Regions from separate parts of the Triticum aestivum genome. Here region 2 is linked to region 1. Evidence: chromatin contacts called from public Hi-C data. All regions are on one chromosome and are shown on one strand. The core of a region is the stretch at or near the end of the contact, and the rest is flanking DNA. Distances in the headings are between cores, read along the strand shown. Region 1 overlaps LOC123165692 (protein WHAT'S THIS FACTOR 1 homolog, chloroplastic). Region 2 holds the start of LOC123169192 (probable BOI-related E3 ubiquitin-protein ligase 3).

What was found. Hi-C and Micro-C count contacts between places; a contact is called where the count stands out from the background.
Region 2: a contact with region 1 is called in a Hi-C map of leaf, with 4 times the contacts expected there. The contact joins the promoter of LOC123169192 here to the enhancer-like site in region 1. A contact is called at or near these places in 3 of 5 Hi-C or Micro-C datasets (all in leaf) and 1 of 1 datasets of contacts at active chromatin or transcription factors (leaf).

Annotation. Positions count from the first base shown.
Region 1 is chr7D:552,076,746-552,083,428 of IWGSC CS RefSeq v2.1, forward strand. It overlaps LOC123165692 (protein WHAT'S THIS FACTOR 1 homolog, chloroplastic), which reads left to right. Exons shown (of 5, transcript XR_006483088.1): 2 at 1-1,610; 3 at 2,782-2,948; 4 at 3,127-3,809. Among protein-coding and RNA genes, the nearest start is that of LOC123165692, 4.5 kb to the left of the region's middle. Within about 2 kb of position 4,441, at least 2 of the 8 cell types and tissues checked have an H3K27ac peak or open chromatin away from gene starts, as enhancers often do. A contact at or near this core is called in leaf, where this site is marked.
Region 2 is chr7D:552,266,274-552,272,956 of IWGSC CS RefSeq v2.1, forward strand. It overlaps LOC123169192 (probable BOI-related E3 ubiquitin-protein ligase 3), which reads left to right and starts at 3,671. Exons shown (of 2, transcript XM_044587037.1): 1 at 3,671-4,216; 2 at 4,302-5,226. The coding sequence starts at 3,824. The coding sequence ends at 4,853.

The DNA.
Region 1 (6,683 bases), core at 3,191-5,690:
TTTCCTTGATACAACTCAAGGAAATGTCCTCATTTTCTGCTGGTCATGGACGCCGGCCGAAGAAGAAGCTTTACCACCGTGAGCCTGACCTTGACAAGGCCATGGACCTCCAAAAGAAGCCCGCTCTCCTCCTTCGTCTCCGTGAGCTCATCTTGGCCCAAAAGAAAGGATCACTACTTGTACGTGACCTTGAAAAGGAGGTTGGTTTTGTCCAAAAATGGAACTTTGTTTCACTTATCGAGCGCCATCCCAATATCTTCTGTGTCTCTGGTGGAAGTACATCGCGTGAGCCCATTGCTGTCACGCTTACTGAGAAGGCCAGAAATATTTCTGGTGAAGAGATCCAGGCACAGGAGCTAATGGAACCTATCTTGGTAAGAAATCTGAGGAAGCTGTTAATGATGTCGATGGACTGCCAAATCCCTTTAGAGAAGATTGAGCTCATCCAACTTGAATTGGGTTTACCAAAGAACTTCAAGGACAAGTTGATTCCTAGTTACCCTGATTTTTTCTCAATCCGTGATGTGAGAGGCTTGGACCATCTGTGTTTGGAGAGTTGGGATTCTTCACTAGCAGTCACAGCACGAGAAGAAACATTGAATTTTGATGGTTTCCAAATGGATTATAGAGGGGTTCCTAAAGATGGGAATATACTGGGTCCTTTTGCTTTCAAGTTAAAGTATCCAGCAGGATTTAGGCCCAACCGCAAGTACAATGAGGAGGTAGTCAGGTGGCAGAAGATGGCATTTCCTTCACCTTATTTGAATGCTAGGAGAGTGGAGCCTGCAACTCCACAGGCTCGAAAGCGATCTGTTGCTGTTCTACATGAGATCTTAAGCTTGACAATGCAGAAACGACTGACATCTGATAAGCTAGAAGTCTTCCATAATGAGTACAGGCTGCCATGCAAGTTACTTCTTTGCTTAGTAAAAAATCATGGTATCTTCTACATCACTAACAAGGGAGCAAGAAGTACCGTCTTCCTCAAGGAGGCCTACGATGATACTAACCTCATTGAGAAGTGTCCCCTTCTGAAATTCCATGATCAGTTTTCATCTTTAATTGGCCGATCATGCTCCGACTTAAATACTCCACTGGCAGTATAGCTCGAGTGATATTGATTTACATGAGAAGCGAAACCATGGTGCGTCTGGCTGGTGCATCTTCTTTGTTGATTGCTTGATGTTCACATGAGCCCACTTGCACACAACAAACCATGCAATTCCTCTGTACAATGGATGTGTCTTGTGCCTTATTAGGTGTTGAAGATAAAACTGTAAACATCAACATCACATCTGTAAATATGAAGCACCCCAGGAATCAAGTTGCAGCTCAGCTGATGAGACATCCATGTTTTTACTGAGGTCACAAGTTCAGTTGGAATGTAGGGGTTGAGGGATTTGAGAGGATTAAGAGCATGATTGGTTTGATACCAAAATTTGGCATGCCAAGGTTTGGCAAATGCCAAATGTTGGCTAGTGATTGGTTTGTTTCTTGTCAAGCTCACAAAAACTTGCCAAATTTTGACAACTTTTGATTTACCAAATGTTGGCATCAAACCAATCAGCCTCTAACTCCAGTTGTGCAGCTTATAATGCCAAAAAAAGAAGGTACAGTATCAATTCTGCTTTGTACTAAGACATGTAATGTTGAGTTTGCTTCTCCTAATTGGATGGATTTCTACCTTTGGCTCATAAACAATAGTCAGGCACTCATTTATCTGAAACTCTATTATTCACTCGGTCTCATGTGCACTGCTTGCAGCAGGATATTTGTTACTGTTCTGTAACTTCTTTAGAGAGTTCTGCAACATAAATGTGTTACTCACACAATTATAGCACTAGATGCTCTTGGTTGGTTGGATGTTTTAAATGCATTACCAGTGTTGGTAACAGTTTTAGCACAATAACAAGCTGCATCTCATCAGTACTTATTTTGTTGTTTCTGTATCCCTTAACATGCAGAAAGCACCTGTAAATGCTCCAGATGCTGTCTCTAGCACATTGATTGTTCTGCTAATTTCTGAATTTGTTGACAATGCTTATCTACGTTCACTGTATGCAATTGTGTCCTCATGCTCATGTCGCTAGTGACTTCAAGTTATCTGCAATGGACTTTGATGGTATCGGACCACTTATTTATGTATTTAAGGTGGCCTATTTTCTAAATAATCAGCAGGATATCCCTAGAGGTTGTTTCAGATGCCTAAGGATCAGAAATGACTTCACATGTAACTGCACATCTTCAATATTTCACTAATTTAAAATCTAATTGATCGGTTTTGAATTGGCAGAAATATTATAATAGACATCCGGAGTCATAGACTAGCTGCTGGTAGATATTATCCTTCATTTTGGTGACGTGAGGACAACATAACTCACTGACATTTGTAGTAACTTGATGTCTTCCTATATTATTTGTTTTAGTATTAATTTTATAAACATAATGGTTATTTGGATAGCTGTTTTGATTTTTATCTCAGTAATATGAAATACTACAGTGTTTAACTCGCATGCTTATTATCTTTTCAAACAATTGTGAGTCATCTTAGATATAGATAGTTGTAACATGTACACACAACTTTCGTTCCCACATTCAACTATTCATGCTGCATCGCCACATTCATCGTGTGCCCATCGGGACACTAAAAGGAAGAGAATATCAGGCCTATTTTCTTGCTTCAGAAGAAAATAGAAGTCTTGCTAAGGTTTATACTGTGATAGCTCATGATTACACCCTATGTCTGTGCGTTTTGACAGTCACCACACTTCTTTGCTGCAGATTGCCCCATTTCTGTTAAGCAAGACTAATGCGCATGGGCTATAGTCCTCACCCCACGCATCTTTGTAATCTACAGTGGCAATTGTTCAGCGGATGGAAGTCACAAAGGGTCAACTAAGTGAAGATGGCCTACCGATCACTACAGGATCTTTATCCAGCAGGAACAGGTATGCGACAAGCTGACATGATTTTTTTGTCTTTTGTTAATATCTCATTACAAATATTGCAATCCAGCAATAAGGGGCAGTCAGGCTTTGTAGCATGGGTTTGATTGATTTTGACAGATTATTCTGTAGCAAGTCTCCGGTACTGATATTGTTTTTGTGTAATTTGGCTTTGTGTCAGAATCAATACGCTGTGCACCAGCCAAGTATAGAGAAAATACAAGGAGTGCTTTGATGGATTGATTAAGGGCTGTGCAATGTCATCCTCCGAAAGCCTGTAGGTTACGTGATTGTGTTGGCCCTGAATAATGACTGACAAAATCGGGGAACATGGCTTACTGTTGATCTTGGACCTTGATTCTACTCTAGGCATGCAAAGCTGTATCAGTTTGTTGTGCCAATCAATACAATACCTCCAACAGGCTATTCATGGGCAGGTTTAAATCCCTTTCAGACCTTCTTGAGTATGTTCTGATATTCCTGCATTGAAGTGGTTGTCAACATGATGTCTTAGTGGGAGATGCATATGTTAACTCCAACGCTAAAAATAGCTCTCAGTGGGATCCAATCAGATGATCATATGCTAGGTAAAGAAGGACCGACACAATTATGCATGGTGTGGACACATGGAGCCAGGTGCGATGAGGCCAACTAACTGGCTGCTGCTCAATTATAACCCCTGAAAGTTAAGAGCATGAACAGGAGCAGTGATTGGGACCAGATTCTGCAGACACTAGCCTATTATATGTGGTCACGAGCCTGGTCAGATGCACCGAGAACTAGATTTGGATGGTTGATAGCCTAGGATGGAGACTGGAGGCCCACCCCTTCCTGATCCTGTTTGTTTTTCTTCTCCTGGTAAGGGTAAGCATTTCTCTCTCCCTCTGCAGTAGCCTTCCAAACGATCTGAACCTTTGCATTGGCCATTTGGCCTCTCCTAATACTTTTTGGCTCTACTATTACTGGCCACCAACAGCACATGCTTTCTTTGCCCTTGGCTTGGGTCACCTTCAGCCTCTATTGATCCATCTGGGTTTCCGGTTGATGCGTCTTTCTTGTACACCACACCAGTCTTTGCTTGCCTGTCCCTGTCCCTGAGTAGCATTGCCTGCTCCATAAACAACTTGTGTGTGTGGGTAGGGCCTGCCATTTTTTAAGTGCACTGCTTCAGGAACTGGCATGCTTTGCTTTTGCTATCTTTTTTTCTGGAACCTGCCTTGACTTTAGGAAGCTTCCACTATCTTTACTTGTGCTTTGATTCTCATACTAGTTACCGCTAGATTTTGACCTAAATCTTATATTATCTGTCGAATTAGTTAAGATAAAGAGTTCCAGTTTTTTGCAGCTTGATTTCTGAAGAATGTCTCTGTTGATTCTTGCTTGCATTGAGAAGGTTCTCTGAATTGTGTTGTTCGATGTCTCTTTGCTCGTCTGGTCGAACGTCACAATTAGAGTGGCCAATCAATACCACCACCCCTGTTTCCATCATCACCATCTGCCTGGTGTGGTGTCTATCCATTAAGAGTCCGACAAAGCACCCCATTTACGTCGTGAAACAATCTCTTTCGATGGCTTGAATGAACAAATCGGCGCCTAGCAAGCAAAGAAAAGAATCCTGATTTGAACACCAGAACCAGCTCGGCCATCTCCGTCGCTCTGGACAGATATTTGGACGATCTATCTATCTATCAGCATCGCGCTGGAGTCCCGTTTCTTCCTACTCGTGCATCACAGCCTCTACTACTCTAGTAGCAGGTCATTTTTATACTTGTCCCATCTGAGAGGAAGAAAGTAATGTGTGCGTGGCGTGCATTGATATATACGTGGAGGCGTAGGGGTCCATCCATGGTGGCGTAGCCTAGCCATGTGTTATCTGGTTGGTTCAGATTTCGCAATCTTGGCATATGTATCCATCGAGGGTCAGGTGCCTGTCCCTCTGTGCATCCAATTTATTTGCTTGCATGTCTCCATGATCTTTCTTTATCTGTACCATGTCACCAGGTGAAGACGTATCTAAGGGAGACTAGAAGAACGCCCGTGCGTTGCAACGGGGCCACATTAACTTTAAAAGTTCAATATCAATTATGTTAATATTACATTGAATATTCTCATACATATTAAGTGACATTGACGACCTTTTTTACCATCAAATTCTCACACACACACCCTCTCCCTCCCTCTTCCTCACTCTCTCTCCCCCTCTCCCTCACTCGGGAGGTGGGACGAAAATAAACCCGAAACGGAGACTACCAACTGAGACATTAGGAGTAGAGATCATTTAGTTGATAAGAATAAGTAGAAAACGGTGTTAAAAAGGAGAAACAGATTAGAATACATTGAAAAACCAAAAGGACGATGTAAAAGGGGATTCGCCCTGCCCCCCGGGCCTTGCCACCGAACCGGCTCAGCGGTCCAGTCCCCGCGTGGTCGTCTTCTCCTGTTCCCCGAGCCGCGTCGCTACAGAGCCGGGCTCCCGCCCGACCACCTCGCTGGCATCGAAGGGGAATGGATAAGGGTGACGCCCTGCCTTCCCTGCCCCCATGGCCTGACTCCTCCTCGACGCCCCCTCCCAAATCCACTTCTCCTCCTCGCTCGCTCGATCCCGTCGATCTAGACGAAGTCAGACGCCACGGCCACCATGACCGACCCCGTCCACATGGCCACTGCCCTCCCTGCAGGCTAGGAGCTTGTCGAGGAGCTCCGAACGCCTTCGCTACTTCGTCTGCGCCAACGAGATCAAGTCTAGCACCCCCGCATCGATGTCGCTGCCGTCTTCCTCAACCTTGGGCCACCGCGACATTGCCGTTTGATCCGCGCCGCCCCGAGCTCCCATGTCTTCCCCTAGGGCGCCATTGACACCGCCATGATCTCCTCTTGCCTTTCCCCTGTTTCCCCTCTCGTTTGCTCTCGTTAGGTATTTCGCCGTGGCCGAGAACCGCCGTCCGCCATGGCCATTGCAGGGGTAGCCACCGAGCTCCTCGGATTGACCCCGTGGCACACGCCCGCTCCTATGCACGCCCATGCCCGAGCCTACCGCTCTTCTTCCGCGCCCGCGGGGTCACTCCCTCTCCATGCCCACGCCCGTGCTACACCGCGTCGGTCGCGCCCGCCGCTGCCGTCGCGCTCGCCGCAGCCACCGCACCACTGTGCCCCGCGCGACACACACCTTGGCCGCGCGCCACACTCTCGCTGGCTGCGCTCGCCCCGTCTGCTGCCGCCTATCCCTTCGCTCGCCCCGCTGTCGCGCCCCTGCCTCGCGTCGCCTCCAGTCGTGGCCATCTTCTGCCGGCCGCCCCCTCAGCCACGCCGGCCGCATCTCTGCCCTCCACCATCGGCCGCTCGCCTCGCCTGCTGCGTGTTGCTTCCTGCTGCTATGCGCTGCTCTACCGCTGGTACGCTGCTGCGCCATGCCCTCGACATCGCCGTGGACAAATGTGGCGGAGGGATTGTTAATGGAGTACGAGAAGGAGGTGGCGGAGAAGGTGTGGAGAGGCAGGAGGTCTGGGGCGGTGTCACCTGGCTGTGGTGGAGGTGTTTATGCGAGAAGGAGCCGGAGTGGAAGGAGAGGTCACAATTGGGAAAAATCGCAAAAAAAAAATCATAACCCGGAGACCTCAGTTCAAAAAAATGCTAATATCGATGGAAAACATAGGAAATATTTGTTGTTATCAAGGAAAGGTAAAAATTTAGGAAAGTTAGGATTTTTGAACTGATTTCTATGCAAATGGGGTTTTATTG
Region 2 (6,683 bases), core at 2,421-4,920, 190 kb after region 1:
ACTAGCTTATCCCATGCCATGCAAGACGCTATGTCTTGGAGAGGATGGGTTTTGAAGACCATGAAAGTTTTGAAACAAAGAAAATTCACCTAAGGACCCATCATGGTATGGATTTTGAAGTAAATCTGTATAATTCTCAGAGCGTAACCCATTTTGATTGCCCAAATTGGGAAGCACTTTGCAAGATGTATGGTTTTTATGAGGATATGCTTATCACCATGGATCTTGGTGATCCCGACATCGAGCAAGACAATATGGACATTTGGGTCCTTGTTGATACGCTTCCAATTCTACCGCTATGTGAGTTTCTCAAACATAGTTATTAACTAATTTATATTGTTTATTTCAAAATAGTTGACAGCTTATTTTCATTCTTCAAACAATGTGCGGAAGATGGTAGACAAAACCCACTACACCGATGGCTCCGAATTAACTTATCAGGAGAAAAATCATCTGATCGCATTTTGTACTGAACTTGAGATATTACAATACCTATTATCATACTGCTCCAAATTATGGTCAATACGTGCCACTAGTGCACGTGTTGAACCACCGTAACTTCCAAGGAGATACCCTGTTAAGATTTTTTACTATTACGACATCCGTGCATCTTTTGCATACTTCTAAAACTAGTAGATTACTGCTAACTACGAAGTTATTACTATGTTTTTCAACAGAAAATCCCGATGGATTGTGTGCCTCATTTGATGTATCAGAATGGTCGCCTTGATGTTTTGAACATACAGCCATGTCATCCTACGAATCTCACCAGTCCATACCGGATTTCTAAAACCGGTGAACACATGGTAATCAAAGAATGGAAAAAATGTATGGACATTCGTAAGGAGGTTCTTGGAAGCAAAAGGAAGCGAAGCGCAAGAATTGGAGACAGGATGATCTCCATTCTCCATAATGGAGAGTCAGGGCCTATATTGTTTTATGCTATTTTACCTTAAAGAGGGTATTTAGGTCCTACCTAATACTCATGATCATGTGCTAAGAATAATTAAGTAGGGTTGGTTCGATGACTATGAGGATGATGATCGTATAACTTGTTATTAATAACGAGTAGAAGTTGTATGATGATGATTAGTAGGACTTGTTATTATGATGATGCATGATGCGAGCATGAAGAGTTATTATATATCAGTGGGTGAAATGAACATGGATTGGATTGAAGTGAAGGCAACATGTGGTGCATGTCAAAAGTAGTACTACTCCAACTTGATCAAGTTAGGATTAGTATTGCTTTCGACATGCACCACATGTTGCCTTCACTTCAATCTAAGCCATGTTTAGGCATAGCAGTAGCACTGGTAAACCAAGCACGGAGATAAGAGAGGACACTTCTCTCTATTAGCTAGCTAACACCCTAAATTAACCCCCCAAAACCCCCTAAACCCACCCCCTTTCAAAAAAACAAAAACCTCAGCTCCTGCCAGCTGCTGATGCGTGGATGCCTTTTGGTCCCGGTTGGTGCTACCAACCGGGACCAAAGGCCCTCCTGCCTGGGCTCGCCGCAGCGGCCACGTGGAGGCCCATCTGTCCCGGTTGGTATAAGAACCGGGAATAAAGGTATGGGGCTTTAGTACCGACCCTTTAGTCCCGGTTCCTGAACCGGGACAAATGGGCCTCTAGAACCGGGACAAATGGGCCTTTTTCTACTAGTGTACTTTGATTGCTACGTGTCTGCTTCATTGATTTGCTGCTTTAACTCTTGCTCTTGTGCATTGCTAGGGCAAGTGGTATGCCGTGTTCATCGGTAAGGCTCGAGGGGTTTACAGTTCATGGGAAGAAGCCAGTACACAAGTGGCATCGTATAGCAACATCAGCCATAGAGGGTTCAAGACTAGGCAGGCAGCAGAACAAGCTTACTCCAACTGGGTGCGAAAGCACGGAGGCAGTAGTGTTGACAGTGGCAAGGTTGGAGGTATCAAGGTGGATCGTCAGTTTGGACTGAAGCTGAAGAACTTCATCATCTTCGCCCAGTTCATCGCCATTGTTGTGTTGTGGCGTTGGTGTGCTAGGTGTGATCATTGTGGGTAAGCACACCAATTAGGGTACAAGGTAAGCACATGTACGCCGTATGCAACCAAACGTCGTGTTCATGTGCCGCTCGGGCCAATGCAGGTAACCAAACAAAGTGCACTTGCGTATTACCTTATGCAGGGACACTAGATGCAGGCAACCAAACAACTTACAGATGGCGTATTAGGGCATGTTTTTGCTCAACCAGGCTGGGTTGTTGAGAAGTGTATGCGATGCAGGAACTGTTCACAACGGCAACCAAACACGCCCTAGGTTGTTTCCTTGTGCACAAAGGTCCATATATATGAGAGATTAATGGAAAACACAACTGCAATATATATTCTCTAAAAGAACTGCAATATATATGCACCTATTCATTGTTTACCTTTTTATCCATCGCTTCCAGTACGCACTAGTACTCCAAATGTAGTGGTTAGCTAATTTGTTGGGGGATTGGATGATTTGCCCCACTTTACAAGGGGTTGGATGATTTGCCCTTTGATTGTCTCAATGGCAGTGGTCCCGGGCCCCACCCGGTAGCCTCTCGGGGGGGGGGGGGGGGGCAAATGATCCAATGAAGAAGTAAAGTGGGGCAAAAGATCCAATTTCTCCTAATTTGTTTGGTCGTTTGTTATTGTTTTTCAAAGATACGCGTACATTTAGCCGTATATTATTATTATTATTATTATTATTATTCCGATGTTGATAAGTACGCGTGTAAATGTGTGATGAGTTCCATGCAAAAAAAAATATGTGTGATGGCACCGACGTACGCATACATATTTGCACAACTGTGGTTCTATTTTGGCACCGACGTGATTATCTGTATCCCGAAATTAAAAGACGATCGACACTATACTTTGGCAGAGATCTTTTTTTGGAAATCAAATTAAATCAAAAGCTGGCGGTAGCTTTTGCCCAAATTAAACGTAGGGATCCATCGGCCGGATTTGCACCAAAGTACAGCCAAGAATGAATGAATGGTCGATTTGTTTTCACCAAATCAATTACTAGCTCATTCATTCCCTTCTATTTTCCTCAACCATCTACAGCTAGCCAGCCAAAAAACGCCTACGTAATATATATCTCAGCACATTAAAGTACGTACGTTGATTCTGCATGCAGATGCAGTGTATGAACGACGTAACGCATGCAGTTTCCTTCTTCCCCGTTTTGCCCTCCACTAAACACGGCTCTGTACGTGATTCCCGATCTTTACCAAGTCCAGAGACCTCACCAGAGCGCGTAATTCTTATAAGTTTCCTCACACCCCAAGATTCGTGCGTGCAGAGATCAAAAGGCTCAACGACGCGTGCTGATTTGGCGCCACAACATATACTAACTTAAACGATACAGTATATGGCCAGCCTTGGTTTCTGCAAATTATAGTCAACCGATCGATGGAATCGTCGGGAACGGAAGTCATCAATTTCGGTGCAGAAAGGTAATACAACGCGGCGAATTCGTGGTTTCTACTCCAAATTTAGGGAGAGATTGAAACGGAAGCCATAAATAAAAGGAAAAATCCCTCCTGAAAAGGGCTGGTCAATCTCATCGTCAGTTGCTTTCTCACTCAGGATAGGGGACATGGACGCCAACCAAAACCCGGTCACGCACCATAAATACTCGGCTGCCTGCCATCTACGGACCTCGTTTCTTTGCCACCCTGCCCGCCCGTCCCTCGCCGATCGATGACCGCACCTCCCACCACATCTGACTAACTCCGGCCAGGGACGCATCGCCTTGCCTGTATATATAGGAGCGAGCGGACGACCCGCGCGCCCCATCAATCGCCATGGCTGTGGACCTGCAACGCCTTCGCCACATGTTACTCACCACCGGCGACGGCGGCGGTCACCACCAGCTCTCCTCCGCCGCTGCTATGCCAGCGAGTGGGCCTTGTTATGGCGCTGCGGTGTCGTGCGAGCGGGGGCACCAGCCGTACGCGGACCTCTTCACGCTGCCGCCGCCGCCGACGATGACTTCGGCCCCGTATCAGTGTTCAGAGTTCTTGGCGATGGACGCGGTTGATCTGGCTAAGAAGGGCGGCAACCCCGACGGTGTTCAGGAAATGATCACCAAGAAGCGGAGGCGCGAGGAGCGGTCGTCGATGCTTAGCGCGGCCGACGCTCTTGCGGCCCACGCGCAGCAGCAGACCATCGACGTCCACCGCATCCTGCTCAAACATGTAAGTCCCATGCCATGATCAAATCGCCGCCACCGATCGATACTTTGCGTTTCGGGCTTTAATTTCTACGTGGTCGATGATGCAGGCGCAAAAGATGTGGACTACTCTGGCGGAGCAGAGGCAGAGCCACACGAGGCTCATCGTGTGGACCGTGGAGGCCAGGGCGGCGAAGCGGCTCAAGGCCAAGGATGAGGACATTGAGCGGATCAGGAGCATGAACTGGGCGCTCGAGGAGCGTCTTCGGAACCTCCTCATGGAGGCTCAGATGTGGCGCGATGTCGCGCAGTCCCATGAGGCCACGGCCAACGTGCTCCGCGGCGACCTACAGCGGGCGCTCGACTCCCAGGCGGTTCGTGGCGGTGGAAGCGACGACGGTCAGGAGGACGACGCCGAGTCGTGCTGCTGGGGAGAGAAGCAGGTGCCTTTGTGCGCGGAGGAGGAGGTGGGCACGCCGGTAGTGGAGGAGCGTCACGCGACAGGAGCAGGAAGGTGCAAGGGGTGCCGCGAGGGCGCGGCCGTTGTGCTGCTGCTGCCGTGCAGGCACCTCTGCGTGTGCGCGCCGTGCGCGGCCGCGGCGCAGGCGTGCCCGGCGTGCGGAAGCGCCAAGAATGGCATCGTCTGCATCAACTTTTCGTGATGCGGGAGGAATAGTTTTAGAGTAGACATTTTGTTTCCTTCTGAAACTTACTAGAGTCGACTTTTGTTTGTATTCTTTTGTTCACTTTTTCTATTGTTGTTGACCGAAAGCGGCTCCTCTGCCATGCGCCGTGTGAGGTTGGGCTGCTGACATGTGGGCCAGGTTTTCAACGGGTCCACATGTCAATGGTAGAACGATAGGGTGCCGAAGGTTAGAGTATCCTCCTACTTGTGTTGACGGGATGATAAATAGGAGGATGGTTGGATCACATAGATATGAGAGGACTTGTATCCCCTTTTTGTTTAGTTTAACTTTTTCCTGAAGCTGTTGGATCAATTGTTCAACAAGAAGAAAAACAGTTTGTGGTATTGCACATAAATGCTTGAATTAAATACATAGATTAGAAGTTGAACAACATATATGGGGCGTGTCTAAGGGTTTTGCGGAGGGGATGGTGAAGCGGGTCAAAGATAGGAATCCGATTCGGATCCAACCGTCAAAGAGTGACTTGAATTTAAAGAATTTTTCCTTGGTTGGCAAAAGGTTGGTTGCCAAAATTCAAACTGTCCAAAGATTGATTTGAATTTGTAGAAATTTTTCTCGGTTGATAAGAGGTTGGTGCCTAAGTTCGTACAACCAAATATACAGAAGATCATTATTTATAAGGACCTCAATATCTGGCGTCCAGCCGCCAGGGGGTGGAGGGAGGGCCATGGCGACCACCAGTTCCCCAAAGGTCCACTAAATATGTTATTTTTAAGAAAATGCCATGAACAAAAATAAAAAAAAAAAGCCACAAAAGTTGCTATGTTATTTGTCATAACCCAAAAATCTTTGCAAAAATAGTCGGTAAACAAAAATGCAACCTCTCAATATTAACCTATTAAAATAATAAAAACTAGCACGTGACCCATGCATCTGCGCGGCTAGTCTTTTTTATCACAAATGTTAACGCCCACACGCGTGGCACGAAGCAACATGGCCCAACCCCGGTATCATTCATTTTGCCACATCAAAACAGATGACATCAGCGGGAATATTTTGGTTTTGTCTTAAAAATATTTTATCTCTTAATTAAAAAAATCAGTTCAAAATCCATTTTCACCATTAAATCCGTCTCGACGAGATCTTCAAAACTAGATCCCTTGTTGATATGTTTCGATGAAAAAAAATTGGCCAAAAGTTGCCATAATGTTTACACTGTAGTTGCCATAGTGTTACACTAAAGTTGCCAGGTGGCAATTTTAGTTTATAGAGCATGACAATTTTAGTATTTTGACCATGGCAATTCCAGTACTTTGAACATGAAAATTATTTTCTGTATGAACCATGGCAATTTTAAGTGCATGTATCATGGAAATTTTAGTTTATGGTTTATGGCAAGTCTAGTTTCTTAATTTCCCGTTTTATAATATGTCAAAATTTACTTTTAAATGTAGAAGAAAATAGCTGAAACATATCATGGCAACTTCAGTGTAAACACCATGGCAATTCATGTGCAATACACATGGAACCTCTTAAAAGTCGTTGAAACATATTGATATGAGATCTAATTTCGAAGACCTCGTCGCAATGGATTTAATGGTGAAAATGGATCTTCAATCGGATTTTCATTAAAAAGATAAAATAGTTTAAAAACTGAAAGTCCAAAAAGATTCCCACATGCATGCACGCGGTGACATGGCGTAATCTGTGTGTTATAGGGCGTGTGGGCGGGTGTCGCTGCCACCACACGTGTGGGTGTTATCAGCGTCCTTTTTTTTATTGCAGTGTGTTCTATCGACCTTTCTTCTTTCATTTCATCCATTGCTACATTAGTATTCATATAAA